Linked DNA regions of Hordeum vulgare: all the other regions are linked to region 1. A link is a contact called in public Hi-C data. All regions are on one chromosome and are shown on one strand. Each heading gives the region's core, a stretch centred on a gene start, on an enhancer-like site or on the middle of the called end of the contact. The rest is flanking DNA. Distances are from core to core; before and after follow the strand shown.

Region 1 (3,894 bases), core at 776-3,275:
CAGAAACCCGGCATTGATTTCAATGAGACTTACTCTCCAGTAATGAGTGGAACCACTTTCCGATATCTTATATCTATGATAGTGCAAAATTGTCTATCCATGCAGTTGATGGACGTCGTGACCGCATATCTTTACGGGTCACTAGATTCGAACATATATATGAAGGTTCCTGACGGAATCTCTGTCCCGAATAATAGTGCAAAACGCAACATGTATTGTGTAAAGCTGAATAATTCATTGTATGGCTCAAAACAGTCGGGATGGATGTGGTACAACCGACTAAGTGAGTTCCTTCTTCAGAAAGGTTACTCCAATAGTGATGATTGTCCATGTGTCTTCATCAAGAAGTCCTCCATAGGATTTTGCATCATTTCTGTGTGTGTTGATGATATCAACATCATCGACAGTGCACCAGACATTGATGAAGCAAGCAATCACCTAAAGATGGAATTTGAGATGAAGGATTTGGGTAAAACCAAATTTTTCTTAGGTATTCAACTTGAGCACCTTCCCTCAGGAATCATGGTACACCAAGTTGCCTATATCCAGAAAATATTGGAGAAATTCAATATGGACAAATCCTATCCATCTAAAAATCCTATGGTGGTTCGATCTCTAGACGTTGAGAAAGATCCGTTCAGACCGAGGGATGATGGAGAAGAGGTGTTGGGACCTGAAGTTCCATATCTCAGTGTTGTTGGAGCGCTTATGTATCTTGCAAATTGCACAAGACCTGATATTGCATTTGCAGTGAATCTGCTTGCTAGACACAGCGCAGCTCCCACCAAACGACATTGGTCTGGAGTAAAGAATATCTTTCGATATCTCCAAGGCACAAAGGATCTTGGCCTATTTTTTCAGTTCTAGCAAAATCTGGACTTTGATATGATTGGGTATGTAGATGCCAGTTATTTGTCTGATCCCCATAATGCCAGATCTCAGACCGGTTTTGTGTTCCTACATGATGGTACAGCTACATCATGGAAGTCTTCAAAACAAACTCTAGTGGCTACATCTATCAATCATTTTGAAATAATTTCATTATTTGAAGCATCATGTGAATGTGTATGGCTTCGCAGAATGATAAACCACATACAACAGTCATGTGGAATTGGTTCAATTGAATCACCCACCATTATCTATGAGGATAATGCGGCCTGTGTTGCATAGATGCAAACATGATATATCAAGAGCAATATCACTAAGCATATTTCTCCTAAATGGTTCCCCCCCCCCACCACAATCTTCAGAAAAGCGGGGAAAATAAGCATTCTGCAAGTCAAATCATGCGACAACCTTGCTGATTTATTTACTAAGTCTCTACCAAACTCAACATTCCAGAAATATGTTCATGGAATTGGTATGCGACGATTTAGAGACTTGCAGGCAACAGGGGGAGTCTCTCCTTGAGATATCCTTGTTCAATAACATCACATTATGCTATCTCTTTGTGAGTTTATGTTTCAGGTTCTCATCAAGTTTTCATGAAGAACTTTTTGGAGGAGAATCTTTTCAAGATGATAGCCCTACTTGGATGATCGTGAGACGATTCTACATGGTCAAGCGTAGGTTAGGGGGGTGAAGATTTATTACACTAATGTAATTAGGGAATCTACTTTTCCCAACCGCCGGGCGGCTCTGTCCTCAATCGACGCCTCTCCCGCTCGTCCTGGAACCGGTGTCTCTTCACAGAGCGTCGCGTCTGTCCGGCGATATATAATCGCTGTAAACAGTAACGAATGATCAAGGAATCTGTTTCGATTCTAAACAAGATGGTATTGAACTGTGTTTTTTAAATCACGACAGAGGTAGTACTATTAATACGTACCGGTGAGCGGGACAGCCATGCCCATTCACTCCCGTTGCCGACCAACCCCCTTGCAACGTGTTTCTCTGGGTCCGTCGCCCGGTCGCCGTCTCACGACAACCACGCAACCAGCCGACGAGGAGGCCCCCCTTCCCCTCTTCCTCCCCGCCCACTTGCCCCATCCTCTCCCTTTCTGCCACGGAGATTCTTGCCTCCGCCTCTCCTCTCCGGTCCACACCCGCGGAGGCGCCGCGCAGGCCACAGGAGAGGAGGGGAGGTGGCACCTGTTCCTGTTGGGCTTCTTGTCCTCTCAGCTTCCCTTTCGCCGTCGCCACAGATAGAATAAGAATAATATCGTCGATTGAACCAGTAAAACTGATATCTTTGCTACTATTCACCGTGTTCCAAGCCCTCCTTAGTGCCAGCCACGCCCACTTCGTTCGCGCCCTTGCAGCGACCAGTTCTTGCGTCTACTCTTCGCCACGCCGAGGTCCATCCATGTACCAAACCACTCTCCTCTCCCTGCAAGATCCGACTCCGGCCAAGAGATTTGCTTCTTGAGCCAAGATCCTGACCTAAGCAGATAGCAAGAGACGACGAGGGAAGGGGGCGGAATCATTCGGAGAGAGGGCATGGTGGCGGTCGCGGCTGGGAGGCGCCCCGTGCTCAGCCGCCGGAGGTCCGGCTGCGGTGCCGGTCAGCAGCAGCTGCAGCACCCGCAGGCGCAGCAGCAGCGGATGCTGGCGGTCGCCGTCGCCGCGCGCGTCGCCGCGGCCAAGCCTGCGGCCACGGAGGCCGCTTTGTATGGCGGCGGCGGCGGCGACGGGTGCTGCGTTGATTTTCTTGTTTGCCTGCTCCGGGGGCTGGGCGTGACCCCCGCAAGCACGGGGCCTGCGCAGTTCAAGTGGGCCGCTCGACCATTGCGGCGGAAGCGGCACGGGGGTTCCTCCCCACGCGGCACCTCCGCCGAGGGAAGGCGTCCCGAGCTTATCAGGGGCGCTCCCGGGCGCTTCGCCGGCAACGGCGCCTGCGCTAGCGCGTCACTGTACACGATGCAGGGCAAGAAGGGCGTCAACCAGGACGCCATGGTTGTCGTGGAGGTATACTCTTTGAGTTCTTAGTTCTGTATTTTTTTTCTTTCTATTTTCCTCTTCTGTTAATTCCATGGGTACCTTTCGATGATGTGTGACTCCTACGGCATATGCTCCACACGTATTTGGATACGATGAAAAGGATGTCTTCATGATTTTGTTCGACCTGAGCCAATGCTCGTATTTACATGAAGAAACATAACTGTCTAATTGGGGCAAAGTTATTGCACATCTAAATAACTAAATCAAGCATTAAAAGGAAAAGAAAAAAGAAAAGAAAATACCGACACGAATCTCCACGTAAGATCATTGATATAGGACTTAGATGTGCAATAATTATCTCACATCTAGATGTGTTTTAGCAAAACCGAAGTTTATAATACATGTCTTCTTAGGTATGCTTGATCTGGACCAGGCAAACAAAGATATTTTTTACTTTCACATAAGACGCACACGTGGCGTCTTGCTGTAGAATGCCTGTTTGATTCCAACAACTTCTGGGGTAGAATACCATTTTCATTTGTCTCGTTTACGTGGCTTCACATGGATTGCCATTGGATATGGCCTACTAAATCGCCGGCAGAGTGTTCTAGCTGGTAGTTTAACTGGGCTCAATTATTGTCCTCCCAAATGGAGAAACCTGTAAGCACGCACATGCTTCTTATCGTTATCTTAATATTTCCTTTTAAGGACGATCTTCTCTTCATTTCTCATGAACTCCTAGAGTTGAACACATGGGACTTGCCATTTCTGTGTGTTTTATCAACTACTCCCTCCGTCCCAAAATAACTGTCTTAAGTTTAGTACAACTTTGTACTAGAGTTAGTATAAAGTTGAGACAGTTATTTTGGGACAGAGGGAGTATATTTCATTATATCCATTAGATCTTTTTAAAGTTGTTTATTTCCATAGTTCAATAAGTTTGAATAATACTATCCCATGGTTTGTTGTTGCAGTACCTTGTGTACTGTGTGGTATACACCGTTTTCTCCTCTA
Region 2 (3,894 bases), core at 899-3,398, 710 kb after region 1:
CCAAACCATGATCATAAGATCTTCAAGCTAATTTGGAAAACTGCATGCACACTCACACACAAAATCTTCTTCTAGTTACTCCTACATGATCGAGTGAGCACAAGAAACATGTTGCGCAGTAGAGGCATGTATCTAGAGGATTATAATTGTGCATTATGTGTTGAGATTACACCAGAAATAACTGATCATATATTTTTGGATTGTGAATTTGCTATGTCATGTTGGTGTTCTATCAAACCAACTAAACATAGAGGTATTTTTACATAGATAATATCATCTTTGCAATGGACAATCTCACTACTAACATTGCCACTCAGATTATTATCATGGCCTCATGGAGCATCTCGTTGGCAAAGAATGACGAGATATTTAGAAGAGCACCGACATCATTGATTATATGGAAATATTATTTTAAAAGAAGGGCTCCAAGTAACTCAAGTAGGTGCTAAACATAATTAAGGAGAGAAGATCACTTTCGCGATAATACAAAACTTGTAATTTAGTTCCATGTACTATAAAACTGGTATTGGATGGCTTTGATGTTCTATGTACTTTAGTTTTTTACTTTTATACCTAATATTAAAGGAAGGTGTGTTTCTCTATTTTCTGGTCCGTTCACACATGAAAAAAAATCTATCAAAAGTGGTATTAAATTTTTGTGTGTCCTTTGCTACAAAACGGAAAACGATTTGTCCATAATTTCATACGTGGGTCGCGTACGCTATAGTCCACCGAACCCAGTCCATGGATTTTTCTACCCACATGGCTGGAAAAACACTATTTACTGCACGATACGGTAAATAGTCACAACTTATCATGGGTGTCTAAGACTAGGGCAGCCCGTTTTCAATTTTTCTATGCTTATTTTATTTTTATTTTTTGTTCATTTCTCTTTTTCTTTTTTGTTTATTTTTTCCTTCCAAGTTTATTTTACCTTCTTAATATTTTGTAAATTTAAATTTTAAAAATATATTCAAAATTTCAAAATGAAAACTTATATATTCAAAATTCTGAAAATATTACCATTTTCCGAAAAATATTTATATTTTCCAAAAAATAAGGATGTTTAAAAAAGTCACTTAATTGTTTCCAAATTTGAAAAAAAAATTACTGAAATATTAAAAAATTCAAAATAATGTTCGCATTTAAAAAATATTTTCTAAATTGTTCTGAATGTTCAAAACATATTCCCCTTTTTAATAATCATTAATAAACTAAAATGTTCGTATTTTTAATAAAAAAATAAGTTTTTATAATTTTTTTTGTTAATCACGAAAATTGTTCTCATTTCGAGTTGTGATTGTGTGTTCCAAAAAAATATTCTCATTTTCTGGAAATGTTCAGGATTTAAAAAGAACATGTTTCCAAAAATATTCGGCAGTTTGTAACTTTTATTATTATTTTGAAAAGTTTGAAAAGAATCAATAAACAAGAAAAAATATTTCAAATCTCAGACTACAATATGTACTTAAATATTTATGTTGTCCATGAATTAGCAGGACGCGTTTATTCGATTGGCTAGCAACACATGATCAGATCTTTGAGGTCGTGAGTTCAATTCTTCAATGCCTTTAATAAAAATTACTCGTGCCTTACAAACACACGTTGTTTTGGTGTGCGCCAGTGGGTTGGCCGAGATAAACCCTGATAAAGAAGAGACATTCATGCCTGATTAAAAGCTGATTAAGCTAATGAAACAAGATTCATGCATAGAGTTAGCAATCCATCTGATTACATCATTGTATGAGAGAGTGGTCGAAACAACCATGTTCGAAGGTCCGATCAACCCCACCATCATCAAGATTTCAGAGCAATTGTTATTATTAATGAAGATACCGTGGAACAATTGCTCTATGATTGAAGCTTTAAAAAAAAAGTCTCGTAGCCAATGACAAACAGATTATGTGACGACCATGTGTTTACGCACTGCCTTGGCAGCCTCCCTAACATTTTGAAGGGCCCTACTCTGCATTCACACCGTGGATGGTCTCACCAGCATAGCACGGCCACATGCCGCTCCATCACTCAAAAATGCTAGACCTACGTAGGACATTAACGTAAAGCTACGTTGTTGACTTCCTCAACCAATCACCTTCCCCCCCTGATTTCCTCCATCACTGGTGCTCGGCCTCAGCCACTGCTCTGTAGGAGTATAAAACGGACACCAACGTCTTACCAAACCTCTCCTACCGCGGGCCTCAAATCCATCAATGGCGTCCTGGCCCTCTCTCGCCCTCCTCCTCGCTCTCGTGCTGCCCCTCATCCCTCTCGCCGTCGCGGCCCCGGAGAAGCACCTCGTCACCCACCTCCCGGGCTTCGACGGCGCCCTCCCGTCCAAACATTACGCCGGGTACATAACCGTGGACGAGAGGCATGGCAGGAGGCTGTTCTACTACCTGGTGCTGTCGGAGCGTGATCCGGCCGCCGACCCCGTCGTGCTCTGGCTCAACGGCGGCCCCGGCTGCTCCAGCTTCGACGGATTCGTCTACGAGAATGGTTTGGATGGGGTTGACCTTGTTCTCACCTCTCGTCCCGACCGGACACGGCTAGTTTCTTGTGTTATCTTGTGATTTTGGGCCGGTGCTCTCTTCTTTGCTCAGGCCCCTTCAACTTTGAGCATGGAAGCACCCCCGGAGGACTGCCCAAGCTGCAGCTCAATCCCTATAGTTGGTCAAAGGTAATCCATCCGCATACCTGAACAAAGCCTAGGAGCACAGGCCTACCCTGCAGCAACCTGCCCAAAATTTACGACTACTAGTCTAGCTCGGCTCTGCTAAATTTGTCCTTTGTCCACATAACTACGCTAAAAATGTAGACTACTTTGGAACATGACTGTCCAACTATATCTGTCTTACCAGAACCCGAATCAGTTCCCATGTTGGCAGAAAACGAGCAGTATTGTTTTTTTTCCCATGCCAAGTGATTGAATAAATGTGTCATTAAACTAACTAGGTTTCAAGCATGATGTACCTGGACTCCCCTGCCGGTGTTGGGATGTCATATTCATTGAACAAATCGGATTACACAACAGGTGATCTGAAAACCGCAGCCGATGCGCATACCTTCCTTTTGAAGGTAATCTTTGCTTCAGTAGCAGTAACTTGCACTACATAATAGAAGAAACGATGATGATTTTACTCATTTTTGCAGTGGTTCGAGTTATACCCAGAGTTTCAGTCGAACCCATTCTACATTTCCGGAGAGTCATACGCAGGGATATACATTCCTACGCTTGTTGATGAAGTTGTTAAAGGTGGATTTTTGTCACTCACAGCAAGTAGACTGTTCATGGTTGAGATCAGAGGTTTCTTACATCATCCTTACGTCGTTGCAGGGACACAGAAGGCTCTGAAGCCAAGAATCAATTTGAAGGTCATTCCCACTGACATTTTATTCGTCGCCATTCAGTTGCGCGTGCAAACTTGTGTGTGTGAGCTTACAGTCTGAGGTTAATGCTTGCATCCAGGGCTATCTAATTGGTAATGGAGCAACTGACGCAGACTACGATTTAAACTCTTTTGTGCCGTTTGCACATGGGATGGGTCTCATATCAACCGACTTGTTTGAGGTGTTTGTGCATAATTGTCGGTGCTGCAAGTAGTCTCATCTGTGAACAGATAGTAAGCTGACAATGACTTGACTGTTTGCCCTGTTTCAGGATGTCAGTGCTGCTTGCCATGGCACATTCTGGGGAGAAGTTGATGATGCATGCCAAGAAAAGATAGATCGAGTCCGTTGGGTAATGTCCACGTACCAGAACCTCTAAACCAACAAGCAAATGCGCGAGCTTCCAAACTCTGTAAGGCATCAATTTGTGTTGTCATCTGCAGGAACTGAAAGACCTGAACAAGTACAATATTCTTGCACCATGCTACCACCACCCTGAAGCCCAAG
Region 3 (3,894 bases), core at 645-3,144, 550 kb before region 1:
GCAGGAATTGCAGGAACTTCAGCACAGGGGTTCGAAATGAAATAACATATGCATATAGCATCGCAATAACATGATGTATAGAACAAAAAAGACAGGTAAACACTGAATAAGAATGACCAACACAAAACAAAATGACCAGCTTAGTTAGAGCATTCTGCTTTATTCAATTGGGTATATTAGCAAGTAATGCACTGTAGTTGATCAATTTCTCGTTATTGGAAAAGGGATAGCTTTTTACCAATCACAAACAAATGCAAATCAAGTTTCCAAGTATCTTGATGATAGCTAATAGTTAAGAATAATAAGAACATGGCAATATGAGCTGCTTTGCAATCTTCTGAGTCCACAGTTACTTTCTATTTAAAAATATTAAATCTTCCAGGAGTGTTGGTTTTGGACCAAATTCTTGTTAGCTGTAGTATTGGGATACACTATAATAAAATAAAAGAACAAAAACAAATATGAACTTAAGAAAATACAGCAGCAGTCACTCCATATATGATTAACTATAGGCAAACACACTTAAAAGAGTTATTCAGGCAACCTGGTAGATTTGCCTGTTCTGTATAAAGATCAGCTCAAATACAATTTCACACTGATGGACATTACACTCATACGCTCTCATGAATAATAAGTTTCAATTACATATTATGTAAACAAGGGCTATCCAAAATGCAGTGCACTCCAGAGCGCCATTCAAACAGCTATAACGATATAGCAAACAGCTCGTTCTATGCACGGAAGTTGGCTAAGAAACTCTCTTTACAGACAGTTCATCCAAGTGGACGTGTGCAGATAGCTAAAAGAATGGATATTATCACTCTGCTCCAACAAATTTACAATCTTGTGGAAAGATTAAACTGCACCCATACAAAGCATATAATACTATTGACTTCTTTTAGATGCATATAATACTATGACATTAAAAAGGAAGGGAGCAAACAAGCAACTCTGTGATGTACAGATGTTCATCGTTAACAAGATGCATATAATACTATGACATTAAAAAGGAAGGGAGCAAACAAGCAACTCTGTGATGTACAGATGTTCATCGTTAACAAATGCTCGTGTGGAATCATTAGATGATTACATGCCACTAAAACATTTAAAATTTATATGCCGCCTTAGTCTCAGCTGTGATGGCAGCCTGCTTGATTGAACAGGTTGCCAAGCCACCAACCCTGAGGTGTTGATGAGCTGGAACTCAATAATGCCAGCTACAACACTAGCATGAGCTAGGGACACATGCAGCCTGTAAAAACACTGAGCATAGCTCCACAACAAAGACGGAACTAGATGACAACGGGCAGCAAGCATCAAACCAGTCCAGAAGTGAAGCTCATACAGATCACCGGCTCAAACCGATCCAACTCAGCAACCTAGCTCCAGATCACGGAAGACATAGCAACAACAATCAACTTGGCACGGAACAGAGAAGTTGGGTTGACGTGACTGGTTCGATTGAGCAGGATTCCACGGCAAAACGCAACAGCGGAGAGGCGCGAGGCAGTGATCCGACGAACTCCTACCCCCAATCCACCCCCTTCCACCGCGGCTAGACCGATGGCGCGTGGACGATGCAAGCAACGGACCGAGAGTCTAGAGCGCCATCGAGGCGGCGGTGGAGGGGCTAACCTGCTCGAGGCTGGCCTCAGCGGCCTTGCGCTCCTCGGGGGCGTGGCTGAGCGCCGCGCGCAGCACGAGGGTCAGGTTGGACAGATCCATGGCGGCGACCCGACCGAGCTCGAGCAGCGACGGCGGGGCGCGAGGGGCGAGGCCGCAACCCCGAGCTAGGGTTCTCGATCGGCGACGCGGGGTGGTGGAGAGGGAGGGGGGGCGGGGGGTGGGGTGGCGAGTGGGGAGGGTCGGGGGTCGGGGGTCGCCTCCTCCCACTTCTGGGTTCTGGCCTCGCGGAGACCTGGGGGTGTTGAGAGGCGTGCGTGCGTGCGCGCCGCACCGTGCCGTGCGTGCTCGAGGCAGAGAAAGGAGGGGTGGATCAGTGGAGTGGTGCTGGGTATTTAAATCTAGGGTTTGGTCGGGGTTTTGCTCGGGAGCAAGCCCGCCCGGGCAGCAGCGAGACTTCTTCTGGGGGCAAGGCAAGGCCCTCGTCCGAACCCGAGGCCCAGTATTCTGTGAAATCTTGGGTCCGATTTATAGATGGATAAGTGTTCATGTATTTGGCATTCTTTTGGATGCTCTCTAGTGGGCTCTTCACGTGGTTATTGCTTATGACTGTGAAGCGATCATCAAAGAAATCATGTCCGTCACAAAGGAAAGATACAATTTCATTGTCAAGGAGATAGGACTTGCTATTCATAATTTTACCAAACGCGAGTTTGTTTTCGAAGGCTGTGAGAGGAATGTTGATGCTCATAATTTAGCTAAATTTGCTTCTATTTTAGGTGATGGGCGTCACGTGTGGCTGGGTTCACCCCATGACCCTTTTGTCACTCATGTAAATTGTTCCCCTAATCAATAAATATCGGTTTATCACTCAAAAAAAAAGGTGGGCTCTTCACGAGTCAGTCATGGAAGCATTGCACATTGTGTTCTAGTGTCATCACGTGTCAGTTGGAGTGTTTTTTTGACGAAAATTACTATTCTGATTAATTAGCTATAAGTTAAGGACGAATTGACCTCAATTTAAAAAGAAATAAATTGTATTTGGCTTATTTGTCACGCCAATATCTATGGGTCTCGTTTGATGGAAGATGGTGTGGTCCCTACTCTTTCCCCTTGGCCCACACAATGCGATGGCTCGTTGACCGTTTTGATGTGGCTTTTCTCCTGATAAGTAATCCAGCCTTGCGGGCCTACCCCACCCCACCTTCCTTATTCTCTAGCGAGAGTCGAGCGCACGAACAAAGAGGGGTTCTCTCTCGCCCCCTTCCCTCTTCCCTCACTAAATCTTCAAGATCTATTCATTCCATCCCTCAAATCCATGGATGTGAGGCTCGTAGGCATCCTTGAGGTATTATTCCCCCTTCCCTTCGATTTATTTTGGTTGGATCATCTTCTTTTGATGCATTATTCAACATTAGGTGATGTTAGATGAGTAGATGATTTCTTTGTTTGAGGAAAAATATATAGTTGATAGACGATTTTAGATAATCGGCAGATACTAGATGGTGTGTTGTTGAATTTGTAGGCCGTATTAATTTGGATTAATGCCTATATGGGCTATTCATATGTTGTGGGAACCCGCATGAAAAGAGATTATGAACACTTGATGGTTTTATATGGTATGGTTTGTTTGAGATATTGGTTTGGTTATAGATGATTAATGTTTGCATATGATGTCCCATAGGGTATTATCAAGAGAGATGATGAAGAGATGATGGTTGTAGGTGATATTGTTTGTTTGAGAATTTTCCTTGATTTATGGATGATGTGTGTGTATGCACTAGCAATTTGGTTTTTTATTTGCAAGCAAGTCCAATATGTTGAGATGATGTGTGTATGTGGTATGAAAGTATATGATGTGTAGATATCAATGGAGTAGAGAGTACATTTTGTTTTGAACTATGAAAAGAATAATGCATTATGTTGATATGCAAATTCATATGATTTGATATTGTTCATGGCAAATTGAAAGTTATAGCTATGTATATTTAGATGATGTTGGATATGTATATTTAGATCACGTTGTTATGCCAAATTAGTTGATACCTGTTCATCTTTGGTTTTGTAGGATGGCACATGATGGACCTTGGTATGATGGTTTAAGTTATTAATTCGACGAGGAGAATCATGCTCGGGCCATTGATAATCGGCAGGTAAGAAGCAAGACTTACCAATTTTCGGTAATTTACATGTGTGTTTAGGTACTAATCAGAACATTAATTTTGTTTGCATTTTGTAGTTTATATGTGCATGAGAGATCATGGTGCGAAT

The links. Hi-C and Micro-C count contacts between places; a contact is called where the count stands out from the background.
Region 2: a contact with region 1 is called in a Hi-C map of seedling, with 5 times the contacts expected there. The contact joins the promoter of LOC123426442 here to the promoter of LOC123426445 in region 1. A contact is called at or near these places in 4 of 6 Hi-C or Micro-C datasets (leaf, seedling and an unstated tissue).
Region 3: a contact with region 1 is called in a Hi-C map of seedling, with 5 times the contacts expected there. The contact joins the promoter of LOC123426447 here to the promoter of LOC123426445 in region 1. A contact is called at or near these places in 4 of 6 Hi-C or Micro-C datasets (leaf and seedling).

Annotation. Positions count from the first base shown.
Region 1 is chr2H:410,385,823-410,389,716 of MorexV3_pseudomolecules_assembly, reverse strand. LOC123426445 (probable protein phosphatase 2C 38) reads left to right here and starts at 2,025. Exons shown (of 5, transcript XM_045110290.1): 1 at 2,025-2,907. The coding sequence starts at 2,440.
Region 2 is chr2H:409,680,579-409,684,472 of MorexV3_pseudomolecules_assembly, reverse strand. LOC123426442 (serine carboxypeptidase 1-like) reads left to right here and starts at 2,148. Exons shown (of 13, transcript XM_045110284.1): 1 at 2,148-2,496; 2 at 2,601-2,677; 3 at 2,953-3,075; 4 at 3,151-3,253; 5 at 3,335-3,372; 6 at 3,467-3,568; 7 at 3,659-3,739; 8 at 3,831-3,894. The coding sequence starts at 2,211.
Region 3 is chr2H:410,933,935-410,937,828 of MorexV3_pseudomolecules_assembly, reverse strand. LOC123426447 (importin beta-like SAD2) reads right to left here and starts at 1,894. Exons shown (of 22, transcript XM_045110293.1): 1 at 1,636-1,894. The coding sequence starts at 1,725.